Regions from separate parts of the Sus scrofa genome. Here all the other regions are linked to region 3. Evidence: chromatin contacts called from public HiChIP or PLAC-seq data. All regions are on one chromosome and are shown on one strand. Each heading gives the region's core, a stretch centred on a gene start, on an enhancer-like site or on the middle of the called end of the contact. The rest is flanking DNA. Distances are from core to core; before and after follow the strand shown. Region 1 overlaps LOC100510918 (a long non-coding RNA gene). Region 2 overlaps LOC100510918 (a long non-coding RNA gene). Region 3 overlaps LOC106504622 (a long non-coding RNA gene). Region 4 overlaps LOC100510918 (a long non-coding RNA gene).

Region 1 (2,832 bases), core at 21-2,520, 230 kb before region 3:
CGTCAGCAGATCTTAACTGAGGACCTTCTGTGTGCTTTCTACTATCCCAGAATATTTAATTGTGGAAGAAGTACAGAGGACAAACACGGAGAAATGAAAACCCATGCGCGTGCACACACACACACACACACACACACAGAGACACACACCATGAGAGCTGTAAATGTCAGAGGTCACAAAATGGTGGCTTTAGGGCTAAATCAGCCTTTGGACATGCTTTCTTTGGCTCAAACACAAATTTTAAAAATGTAAACCAATAATTTAAAGCCCAGAGATATGAATTTTACTTTGACATTGTGAACAGCTGGTCACACCAGGCCAGGTCCCTCCACAGCTGGCAATGCAGCTACAGCTGTTTCAGGCATGTCCTCAACAGGCCACCCCAGAGGCAGCCTGTCCCTCCCTGCTATCCCCTGAACACCAGGGCAGATAGGAGCTGTCATTTGTGATCACATTTATTAAGCTTGCCCTTAGGCAGTAGCACTTACTGCAGGCCAGGTTCTAGTCTAAGCTCTTTGGCCACCTCTCCATCTAGATATCTACCTGTGAATTACAGGGAGGGAAACTAAGGCACAGTCAGCGGGGGTGGGGGTGGGGGTGGATCCAGGATTCAACCCCAGCCCTCTGGCACCCAGGTTCTTGCTCTTAATCACTCAGCAATGTCGTATCTCAGTGGGAACAGAAGGATATCACAAATCATACCTGGAGTTCCCGTCATGGCCCAGTGGTTAACGAATCTGACTAGGAACCCTGAGGTTGTGGGTTTGATCCCTGTCCTCACTCAGTGGGTTAAGGATCCGGCATTGCCATGAGCTGTGGTGTCGGTCGCAGATGCGGCTTGGATCTGGCATTGCTGTGGCTGTGGCAGGTGGCTACAGCTCCGATTGGACCCCTAGCCTGGGAACCTCCATATGCCATGGGTTCGGCCCTAGAAAAGGCAAAAAACCAAAAAAAAACCTAACTTCCGTGCAAGGTTGTGTTGGGGCCTCTTGTCCAGAACATTATCTTCTGTCTAATTAGAGAAAGATTCACAAAGGAAGTGATCTTGTAGCGTTTTAAAGGTAAAAAGAGTCATTAGTCCAGGCAGGCTCAATGCACCGTGTAGAGCCCCCACTGGAGAGCTGAGCACAGGCTTGGCTGAGCTGCGTGAGGCCACAGACCGAAAACATGAAGGGACTGAGGTGTGGCTGCCCAGACCTGGAGCTTGCATCTGATACCCCAGGAGGCTGGACTGCCCTGGGCAGGATAGGGAGGCAAGCGATAAGGTCGAAGTCCAACATGATGCGTGGTGTGACATTCTGGTGTGACATTCTGGCAGGAGTGCTGCTGAACTTCATTCATTGCTTTCACAATAGAAGCCCATCGATTTTGTAACACAGGTGTCCCTATAGTACTGGCCTGACTGTTTACTTCTGCTTCAGTCCCTGAGCATGTGAGCAAATACTTCAGGCTCTACAACGAGCAGAAACTTGAGACAGAGCTTATCTTGTAATGCAGGGTTTTGCATCATATCCAGGGTGTGGTGTTCCTTTAGGAGGCAAGTTCAATAATTACGTGTTTACAGATTGAGCAAACAGTACGTGAGCCCTGAGAGGTCTCAGGATTTATACTTGTAAGAGCCCAGTCAACGATTGTTTTTCAGCTGATCAGCATGCTTAAGGATGAAGCAAATGGTCATGATATATTCAACATGTGTGTCTGTGTGCGCACACCTGTGTTGTGTATTTACACTGAGTAGTTATGTGGCACCTTGTATTTAACCATACTTATTTACAAAATAGCCTAGGGGAGCTTGGAGATGTTAAGTGAATCAATTAAAGCTAATTCAGGCAAGCCCTGGTCATTGACCCACCCAGAGTGTCCTTTCTTGTCACATGTGACCTAGTAAAAAAAGCAGTTTGTGTTTTGGCTGTAACTTAACGATATAATGTAGTGACAAAAATGAATGTTAAAGGAATTAGGGTCACCTAAACTGCCTTCTTTAGAAAATAAGAACGCCTATGAAACAGTTACACTCTTTCTTCTCTTTCTCTCTCTCTTTTTTTTTTTTTTTTTTTGTCTTTTTACCTTTTTTGGGGCCGTTCCTGCAGCATATGGAGGCTCCCAGGCTAGGGGTCTAATCGGAGCTGCAGCCACCGGCCTACGCCAGAGACACAGCAATGCGGGATCCGAGCCACATCTGTGACCTACACCACAGCTCACGGCAACGCTGGATCCTGAACCCACTGAGCAAGGCCAGGGATCGAACCCACAACCTCATGGCTCCTAGTCGGATTCGTTAACCACTGCATCACAACAGGAACTCCACACTCTTTCTTCTCTTGCTCTGTTATTATTTCTCTCTCTAGGAGAGAGTTTGGGACCATGTTTATTACTCTGTCCTTAGCAGGGCTTGTCAACTACTGTCAGACAGCAAGTGTTTATAAGCATCGGTAATAATGAAACGCAGCCCGAACTCCTAATCTCATGCTAATCTCTGTTTCCCTGCTTTGCTGCTCTTAGATAATTTCTTTCATTTCTATTTTTGCATTTTCAAGGACCATGCAAGGCAGACTAGTTATGTGATTCAGGACTTTTAAATACATTCGAAATATGGCAGTCACTTGTTGTTCTTGATAACAAACCTAAAAGCAAGCTTTCAAGCTCTGACTTGTCCTCTCCCTCCTCATTCCAGCTACCACAGACTGAAAGAGAAGGGCTTTGCCATTATCTGCTGAATTGGGCTGCATGTCACTGCTGTCTGTAGAAGTGGTTTTAGGATGCAGGTGCTGGTTTGGGGGCTGCCTTCGCTGTGATTTTACATGTCTTGTTTTCACTGCTACACTAGCTTCA
Region 2 (2,700 bases), core at 95-2,594, 180 kb before region 3:
TGAAAGCAAGCCTATGTGTTTCTCGAACTCAGAACCAATTACAAGCAATTGGGGGTTTTTCCATGTGCTTTAGACCCACAGAGAGACTCCAGGACCTCAGTTTTAATAATAATATCAACTATTTGCCTATCACAATGCAACGATCTCGATAATTGCCAAATATCTACTTTGCTACGCTGGTGAGTTCCAAACGCTCATCGTGTCCGTGGAATGGGAGCGAGTGTCAGCTTCGTTTCTGAAATTGGAAGCAGAAAGCGCTGGGGAGGGCGGGGCGGGGTGGGGTGCATGGGTGTGCACCCAGCCTGGTAATCGCCATGGTTAAGGTGTCTCAGACAACACGATAATAACCCTCTCGATAGCACTGGGGATGTGTAGCCACAATAAAAATCATATTAAAGTGGGCACCATGCCCAGACTATCAGCCTCAGATAAACAAAATTGTAAGAGAAGCATTTCAAGAGGGAACTAACTTAGGAATCAAAGAAGTTAAAACAGGCCAGAGAGGGGCTCGCTTGAGGAGGCAATGCTTTCACCTCCTGGAAAAAGCCGTGCTCAACCTAATTAAAATGCCCAATCTAATTAAACATCTAACCATAATCCCCCGGGTGACCCCTCACTCCACCCCTTCCCATTGTGAAGAGGCTAATAGGGCCGCTTAGCTGAAACATGATGGAGCAGGCGTCTATGTGAGCACACACATGTGTAATCCCTGGCCTACTGAGCTGGAGCAAAGATGCTAGTGAGCTGTGCAGTGACGGTGGTGTCTCACTCAGCAGTGATGCAGGGCATGGATTAGTGCAGAGTGGCCATCTGCTGTTGAGGAGGGTGTAGAATCTGTTCCACGGTGGCAGACAACTCCCCAGTGCTGGCCAGCTGGCTCAGAGAGGACAAAGTTGGACAGGCTAAGCCATCTCCCAGCAACTCTCTGGGGAATAACTCCAGGGCCTCTGCCTTAGGCGCCTGTGTCTGCCCCTGTCTTCTTCATGCGTCCACATACATCACAGAGCTGATGTGACACAATATACTTCAGAACATGAAGAAGAGGGAAGGAGAACATGCCACTATAAAGGCTTAAAGTTACTGGTCTTGAGCATGTGACTTGGAGTTTCCTGGTAGCCTGGGCAAAAAGAGGAAATCTGATAAATCATAGAACTCACATTATCTGGGAAAAGAAGTCAGTCAGTTTCTTAGGAAATAAAGGTTTTCTTAACCACAGTTGTAACATCTGTTTTTTTCACATTTGACTTGATAGAGAGGAGAAACTGAATTTCTCAGGGTGTACATTACGAAATGTCAAACGGCCAGAGTGCTTGGCCTGTTGACGGGCAAAGGAGCAGAACACGGATCCCCCAGTGACTAATGAGAAATAGGGAGCGCTCAGCAGTTCCCTAGTAAGATCATGGTTTGTACCTTTGCCTCTCTGCAGATCTGTATTTTCTAAAATTTCCGCCGTGAACGTGCCTGATGTTGTCATGCAAATGTGCTAGCTTGATCCATTCCTCCCCACTTCCTTCCCTGGCCGTGTATTTAGAGGGCCTTGACCCCTCCAGGCTGACGTTCTCAGGCTCCCTGTCAGCAGGGCTCTGAACTGGGTTTGACCCCCGGATGCTCTGGTGGCCGTTTGGAGAACAGGAGGGAGGGAGAAGTCTGAGTGTTTCTCCCTCCCTTGGTACTGGCATGGTACCTCTGGCAGCTGCGGCCTCTCTTCCTTGTCTCCAGCTCTCACAGGAAACCTGCCATAGTTCCCACTTCCTCTGGGTAATCCCAGGCCCAGGGCTTGGGTAGCATCACCTCCTCCCTTTGTCCCTCCAGCCTGGGAGTGGCAGCAACATCCTGCCGTGGCTAGTCTCTAGATTGCCTCACCATCCCTTGTTTAGCTTTTAAGTTTCTTTCATCTCAGTGCATTAAACTTCCTCTGTTTCAAATATTCAGCGTGGTTTCTGTCTTCCTGGTTGGGCCCTGACACAAAGAAACAAAAATGTATTGGAAACAAAAATGAATGGAGCAAACAAATTTAGAGCCTATTGCATTAGGAGTGGGTAAGCGATGAGATCCTGTTTATATAGTTCCCTACAGCACAGGGAACTCTATCTCCTCACTAGTGATGGAACATGATAGAGGATAATGTGAGAAAAATAATATGTGTATATATGTATGACCAGGTCCCTTTGCTGTACAGCACAAATTGACAGAATATTTAAATCAACTATAATGGAAAAAATTAAAATCATATAACAAAACTGAGAGGGACGTGAGTTGGAGACATAATCGAAGAAGCGAAAGCTCATGGCTACACACCCAAAGGCACATCCAGCCTTGGTGCTCACTGGTTGGAAAGGACTTCCGGGCACAGAACGGCTTTTTTAGGCACATTCACACTCAAAAATAACAATTTTAGTTAGAACGATCAGCTCCAGCAGTGAAGAATAATGACACGTAAGAGATAGAGAAAAACAAACAAACGAAACGCCATAGGATTTAGAGTCCTAAGTCATGAATTCAAGTCCTGGCTCGTGGCAGACACTGAGGTTCACTCTGCAGCCTCCATTCCATTCCTTCCATGTGCCATAGCAGCTGTGGGGTTTGGAGGAGAATGATCCAGCCTCCCACTTCTGGCTTGTGTCTTTATTTTTATTTATTTATTTTTTTAGGGCTGCACCTGTGGCATATGGAAGTTGCCAGGCTAAAGGTCGAATTGGA
Region 3 (2,836 bases), core at 186-2,685:
TGCCTTCCGTCTCTCCTCACCTTCCACAAATGTCAGGGCAGCCTTCAGCCCTCCTTGACTTCCAGCCCTAGGCGATCTCTCGCCCGCTCCTCTGAAAGGCGCCAGCATTTGAGGTCCAATCACTCGTTAACATTTACTGCCTTGTATTGGGGTTGAATTTTGGAGTGCATGTCTCGTCTTGCCAGCCTTACCTTAGGCTCTGCAAGGGTGTGGCTCATGCCTTTTCCTCCTTCTATCCCCTCAGCTCTCAACCCAGTGAACACTCACCTCTGGGAAACTTGCTCAACTAGGAAACCAAACCAATTACCCAGAGCCCTCTAACGAATTTCTTTTTTGGAATCCTTTTTGAACCTACATGCCTGTCACTCCTCTTTCAAAGCACGTTGACCATGGTGCCTTCCTGTGATGTCATCAGGGGCTCAGTTAGCTGTGCATGGATGGTATCCAGCTGAGGTCTGGTGGCACAGATCGCTTGGCTGAACTTGGCCTTGATGAGTCATGGGGGAAAGGGGTTGGAGGGAAAGGTGAGAGGGGACTTCATTTAGGAGCAATTCATTACTCCGACCAAGGAAAATAATTTTATAAACATCTTATGGGTGATAAGTCCACACGACTCTTTGAAATCTGGGAGTACAGCAAATTTATCTTCTGAAAGAGGACTATTGCAATGTAAGCCAACACTGTTATTTCAAATATGAGAATGCCTGGTTTTTTTAAGCAGATATGTTGGACTTGCTGCCTGTGCATGTGCATAATTTGCAGGCTGCCTCTAATGGATCAAGAAAAGGAACAGGGCAACAATAGGGCTGAGCTGGTAGCTTTGCGATGGGTGTCCCCCTGGACAGGAGGCCCTAGCTTTCTCCAAGCAAGCTAGAAGGGCCCCCAAGAGTGTAAGGTCATTCCAGCTGCAGAGTGGGTAGGAAATAGTACAAAAGAAATTCCAGGGCCACCACTATCGCTTTTTAGGTAATTGAAGACTCATCAGGGCTGCTCATTAAAAATATAAATTCCCTGGTTTCTAACCTCACCCCCCGACCCCCCAGTGGTTCAGGAGGTCTATGGCAGGACTCAGGAATCCGCATTTCTACCAAAACGGCAGCACTACTGTCTTCACTCCTACAGTCGCTCTACCTTAGATGTGGCAATAATAAAGCACTAATGAGTTAATCATCTCGCTTAAAATATAGACAGGGCAGTAATTGGAGTATAATTTTGGACCAGAGACCCTCCCATCCCAGAGATGTGGGTGGCTGGCTTGGCCAAGGGAGCTCACACCAAAGGGTTTGGTGTGGGGGAGGGTTCGGGGCAGGGCCTGGAAGTGCTCCCCAACCGTGGACAAGAGAAGTATGTTGGCCACCAGCTGTTCTGGGAGAGTGACTCATCAGCCTATGTGGCAGTAACCGCGGCTGGTGGAATGAGTCCCTGGACCGTGGGGGGCGACGGGGGAGGTGACGGCTGTGGCTGGAGAGAGCAGTGCATTCCAGAGGAGAACCAGACCTCCTGCAAGGATGCCAATCTGTGCTGTCAGTCACTTTGGCAGTGATGAAGGAGGCAGAGGGAGGGACAAATGAGCGGTCTCAGCAAGACGGCAGAGGCACCATTTAGTCACTGGCATTAAAGCCCTGTGTCCACTATCCCCCGGACTCGGCCTGCCTCCTCCTCTTCCCCACCCTTCAATCTGGTCCCCTCCAGGCTTTAATGTCTTCCAGGCACCCACTCCCTTCGTGTCCCTGCTGTTACAGACATCATTCCCTGTCTGCATATTCCCCCCACGATGCCCTGAGCTCAAGACTCATCACCATCCTTCCGACAGCCACTGATGTGTTCTCTCCAAAAATGAAAATCCAAGCTTGTTGTTCGCTTGCGTAAAAGCCTCAGTGGACCTTGACCATCACTGTGCATCAGAATCACCCAGGGGCTTGTTATAAAACACAACACAGGGCCCCAGCTGGAATGTCCTTCCGTCTTCCACATTTTCCTCCTTTGCCCACTGAACTCCTGACCCTGTAGAATCTGTGATGCCTTCTCCATCCCCTCGCCCTCATCTTCACTCCACCTCCCCCACCGCCATCCCCGCGATCCTCAGCAACACACACCGAGTGCTTGCGCTGGTACATCCCATTGACAACCACAGGGGAAAAAAAAATATCCATGATGTGGGTCTCATTATTCTTCCCACCTTACAGAGATGTTGAAACCAGGGCTTGGGTAGGTTTAGAAACTTGCCCCCGTCACACAGCTAGAAAACGATGAAGCCAGGATTCAATCGTAGCAGCCTGTACCCAGCACCTGGGCTCTTAACTCCTGCAAGTACCAACTCGTCCAGATGGAATTAAGTCTTTCTTCCTCCGTGCTCTCAGAACACTCTTCTTGTCACTTCCAGATGAAAACCCACATCCAACAGGACGTAAGGTCTTGCTTCCCAGATTGAGTTCCTCAAGGGTGGGTCCTCACCTTGGTGTCCTAAGCCCAGCCCATAGAGGGAACTCCATGTGGGGTGAATGCACAACTGAATATTTCCACTAGAGTGTTGGCAAATGTAAAGTAAAACTCTTGCTGGGCCATGAGAAATGAGAACTATTTCAGAAGATCACTCAAGTTCCTTGTAATATACCAAGTCAACACGCAGGTACCATTTTACATCGGAGATTCATAGCTATCACTCTATTTCAGGAGAAACCCTAAGAAATATGAAAATTCAAAAAACGTGATTGCCATTAACTTACCATTTTGCCCATTTCCATCTTGGCTCCCCTGATTATATCTTTTAAACGTGTTCACAGTGAGTGGAGGTTTCCCCTGGAATAGCACAAAGGCAGAGGTGTCTGCACAGTAG
Region 4 (2,700 bases), core at 148-2,647, 160 kb before region 3:
CAAAAAGCATTTTGAATGTTTAGGACAGAGAGACAATAAAATAAACCAAGATATCAATACAGTGAAATATTACACATCTTTTGTAAGAAACACGTATGATAAATCTTTAGAACTGTGGTGGCCAATACTGGATTCACTTAGCCACAAGCGGGTGTCTAAATTTGCATTTAAATGAATTAAAATAAAATAAGACAAAAATTGAGTTCTGCAGTTACACTAGCTCCACTCTAAGTGCTTAAGAGCCACGTAGGGCCAGTGGCTACTGTTAAAGTACCATTAAAGTATTGAATATTGTCATTATCACAGGAAGTTCTATTGGACAGTGATGGTCCAGAATGTTGGAAAAAGTGTTTGCAGATGATTGTTCAAATGAAACAAAAGTAGAATGAGAAGCACACACACTGATTATACCTACATAAAAATCATATACATGCCTGGATACAGATTAGTTAAGGAGGAATTAAAATTATTTCCACAAGAGAAATAAATACACCAGGTGGAATTAAAAGTAACATTTAGGTCTAGCATTCGATAAAAAATACATGGAATTTTGTAAAACACTCCTTTTTTTTTTTTTTTTTTTTTTCTTTTTCGTTTTACAGCTCACCTGTGGCATATGGAAGTTCCCAGGCTAGGGGTCGAATCAGAGCTGTGCCTGGAAGCCTACACCACGGCCACAGCAACAAGGAATCCAAGCCACATCTGTGACTTAGCCAAAGCTTGAAGCAATGACAGATCCTTAATCCACTGAGTGAGGCCAGGGATTGATCCCGAATCTTCATGGAGAAAACATGGGGGTCTTAACCCACTGAGCCACTGTAGGAACTCCGGAAAACACTCTTTGGAAAGCCAATTGTACATGCTGCTCCTGGGCTAAACATGAGAAGCTATAGATGTGGCATCAGAACCTGGGAGAGTAAGATTCTAATGCTGGCCCTGCGACTAAAACAGCCCTATGATGTCATGGAAGACACAGCAGGTCTCCTGGCCTCTTTCATCAGTTGCTCTCTAAGACCTCTTCTGGCTTAAAGGGATGGTTGTGTTTGCCTTCATGGAGGACACGTGTTCAAGGGGCCTGTTATGCTCATCCTCGGGAGGCTATAGGAATAGAGGGATGGGGTGAGTTTTCGGGAAGTGGGGAAATTCAGCAGAGTCTGGGGATACCCGTGGATCCCACGGACAAAGGAAGACAAGTAGAAGGGCTTCCTAAGGATGGAGAAGCTGGTCAGCTACAAAATGGGGGATTCGAAATCCAGACACTAAAGACCTATTAGAAAAATTACATCTGTTTTTAATAAATGTTAGAGGTTACTTTGATCAGAACCTAAGTGAAACTGCAAACTCAGCTGAGAAAATCCCAGTTCTGTCTGGTTCCTCAGAAACTCCGCCCCCTCTTTTTCCGGCCAGCCCGCTCTCTAGTTACAAGTGGTTCACCAAACACCCTCCCACTGGCTGGCTAGTAACACTCCTGGGTAGGGCAATTCCTCCATTTGTTCAACTACTTCTCTGATGTCAGATCATAAAATCATACTTCTTGAAAATCACTTATTCTTGAACATTTCCTCCCTGAATTGATTTTACAGTTATAGCATTTTATCTAAACTGTTTCATACTTCTTTTTAAACTTGGACGTTAGGTAGCGTTTCATCCCATTTCCCTCTTTGTGTATTTTGCTATTAAACATCACACAGAGAAATGCGTCTACTGAATAAGGGATGTTATCCTCCACCTGTATGCGTTTGTAACAACTACACACTCACACACCTTTGAGATGTATGTACGCTGTGGGGCACTTTCCTGTTTACACTTTCATTGCACATTTAAACAAAGCAAACGAACTGAATCTGTACCTTTAGAAACCCTTTTTGGTGCAAAAAAAAAAAAAATGCACGAGTTGGTGCATATATATGTGTTTGATCTACACATTCATTGAATAATGAGTCACTTATTATATGGGAGATCAAAGTTGAAACATACACACATCGTCCTATGGAGCTGCTAATCAAATAGACATACACTGGGATCATTTCTGAATAGCTCCCAAGTTAGAAGAAAATTAGATCATCCAAATATATTTTAAAGCCAGTGGCTCAGAACCCAAAAGGTTTTTTTCCTTATAAAAATTATACAATTTTTTGGAGTTCCCGTCGTGGCACAGTGGTTAACGAATCCAACTAGGAACCAAGAGGTTACAGGTTCGATCCCTGGCCTTGCTCAGTGGGTTAAGGATCTGGCATTGCCATGAGCTGTGGTGTAGGTTGCAGACGCAGCTCAGATCCCACGTTGCTGTGGCTCTGGTGTAGGCCAGCAGCTATAGCTCCCATTAGACCCCTAGCCTGGGAACCTCCATATGCCATGGGAAGCGGCCCAAGAAAAGGCAAAAAGACAAAATAAATAAATAAATAATAAAATAAAAATTATCCAATTTTGATAGTTTTCAAGTCTCCCACAAATGACTGAATGCATACTGTACCCTGAGGGTAACTATATGTAGCGTTATTTAATTCTGTTTACCAGTATATTTATGGCCTACCTTGTGAGAAACCAGAATACAAAGACGAGTAAGGCATATTTCTTGCTCGCAAGCAGCGGGTAGTCTGGTAGGGAAAGCAAACCAGTAAACACGAAACTGCTTGCGGGCACAATGGGTGCTAAGAGGGTCCAGGAAACTTCATGGAGAGCACTGATACCAACCTGCCA

Evidence for each region. HiChIP or PLAC-seq counts read pairs in DNA pulled down with a chosen protein or histone mark.
Region 1: a contact with region 3 is called in an H3K27ac HiChIP or PLAC-seq map of alveolar macrophages. The contact joins two enhancer-like sites. A contact is called at or near these places in 2 of 47 Hi-C or Micro-C datasets (alveolar macrophages and liver) and 2 of 2 datasets of contacts at active chromatin or transcription factors (alveolar macrophages and skeletal muscle).
Region 2: a contact with region 3 is called in an H3K27ac HiChIP or PLAC-seq map of alveolar macrophages. The contact joins two enhancer-like sites. A contact is called at or near these places in 2 of 47 Hi-C or Micro-C datasets (embryonic fibroblasts and fetal heart ventricle) and 2 of 2 datasets of contacts at active chromatin or transcription factors (alveolar macrophages and skeletal muscle).
Region 4: a contact with region 3 is called in an H3K27ac HiChIP or PLAC-seq map of alveolar macrophages. The contact joins two enhancer-like sites. A contact is called at or near these places in 4 of 47 Hi-C or Micro-C datasets (blood, embryonic fibroblasts and liver) and 2 of 2 datasets of contacts at active chromatin or transcription factors (alveolar macrophages and skeletal muscle).

The regions. Positions count from the first base shown.
Region 1 is chr8:29,988,204-29,991,035 of Sscrofa11.1, reverse strand. All of the region lies in intron 2 of LOC100510918 (a long non-coding RNA gene), which reads left to right. Among named protein-coding and RNA genes, the nearest start is that of KLF3, 35 kb to the left of the region's middle. Within about 2 kb of position 1,270, at least 11 of the 83 cell types and tissues checked have an H3K27ac peak or open chromatin away from gene starts, as enhancers often do. A contact at or near this core is called in alveolar macrophages, where this site is marked.
Region 2 is chr8:29,938,250-29,940,949 of Sscrofa11.1, reverse strand. The region is part of intron 2 of LOC100510918 (a long non-coding RNA gene); the gene reads left to right. Among named protein-coding and RNA genes, the nearest start is that of KLF3, 85 kb to the left of the region's middle. Within about 2 kb of position 1,344, at least 17 of the 83 cell types and tissues checked have an H3K27ac peak or open chromatin away from gene starts, as enhancers often do. A contact at or near this core is called in alveolar macrophages, where this site is marked.
Region 3 is chr8:29,758,785-29,761,620 of Sscrofa11.1, reverse strand. It overlaps LOC106504622 (a long non-coding RNA gene), which reads right to left. Exons shown (of 3, transcript XR_002346602.1): 2 at 2,727-2,799. Among named protein-coding and RNA genes, the nearest start is that of MIR9840, 210 kb to the right of the region's middle. Within about 2 kb of position 1,435, at least 17 of the 83 cell types and tissues checked have an H3K27ac peak or open chromatin away from gene starts, as enhancers often do. A contact at or near this core is called in alveolar macrophages and skeletal muscle, where this site is marked.
Region 4 is chr8:29,916,693-29,919,392 of Sscrofa11.1, reverse strand. All of the region lies in intron 2 of LOC100510918 (a long non-coding RNA gene), which reads left to right. Among named protein-coding and RNA genes, the nearest start is that of KLF3, 110 kb to the left of the region's middle. Within about 2 kb of position 1,397, at least 16 of the 83 cell types and tissues checked have an H3K27ac peak or open chromatin away from gene starts, as enhancers often do. A contact at or near this core is called in alveolar macrophages and skeletal muscle, where this site is marked.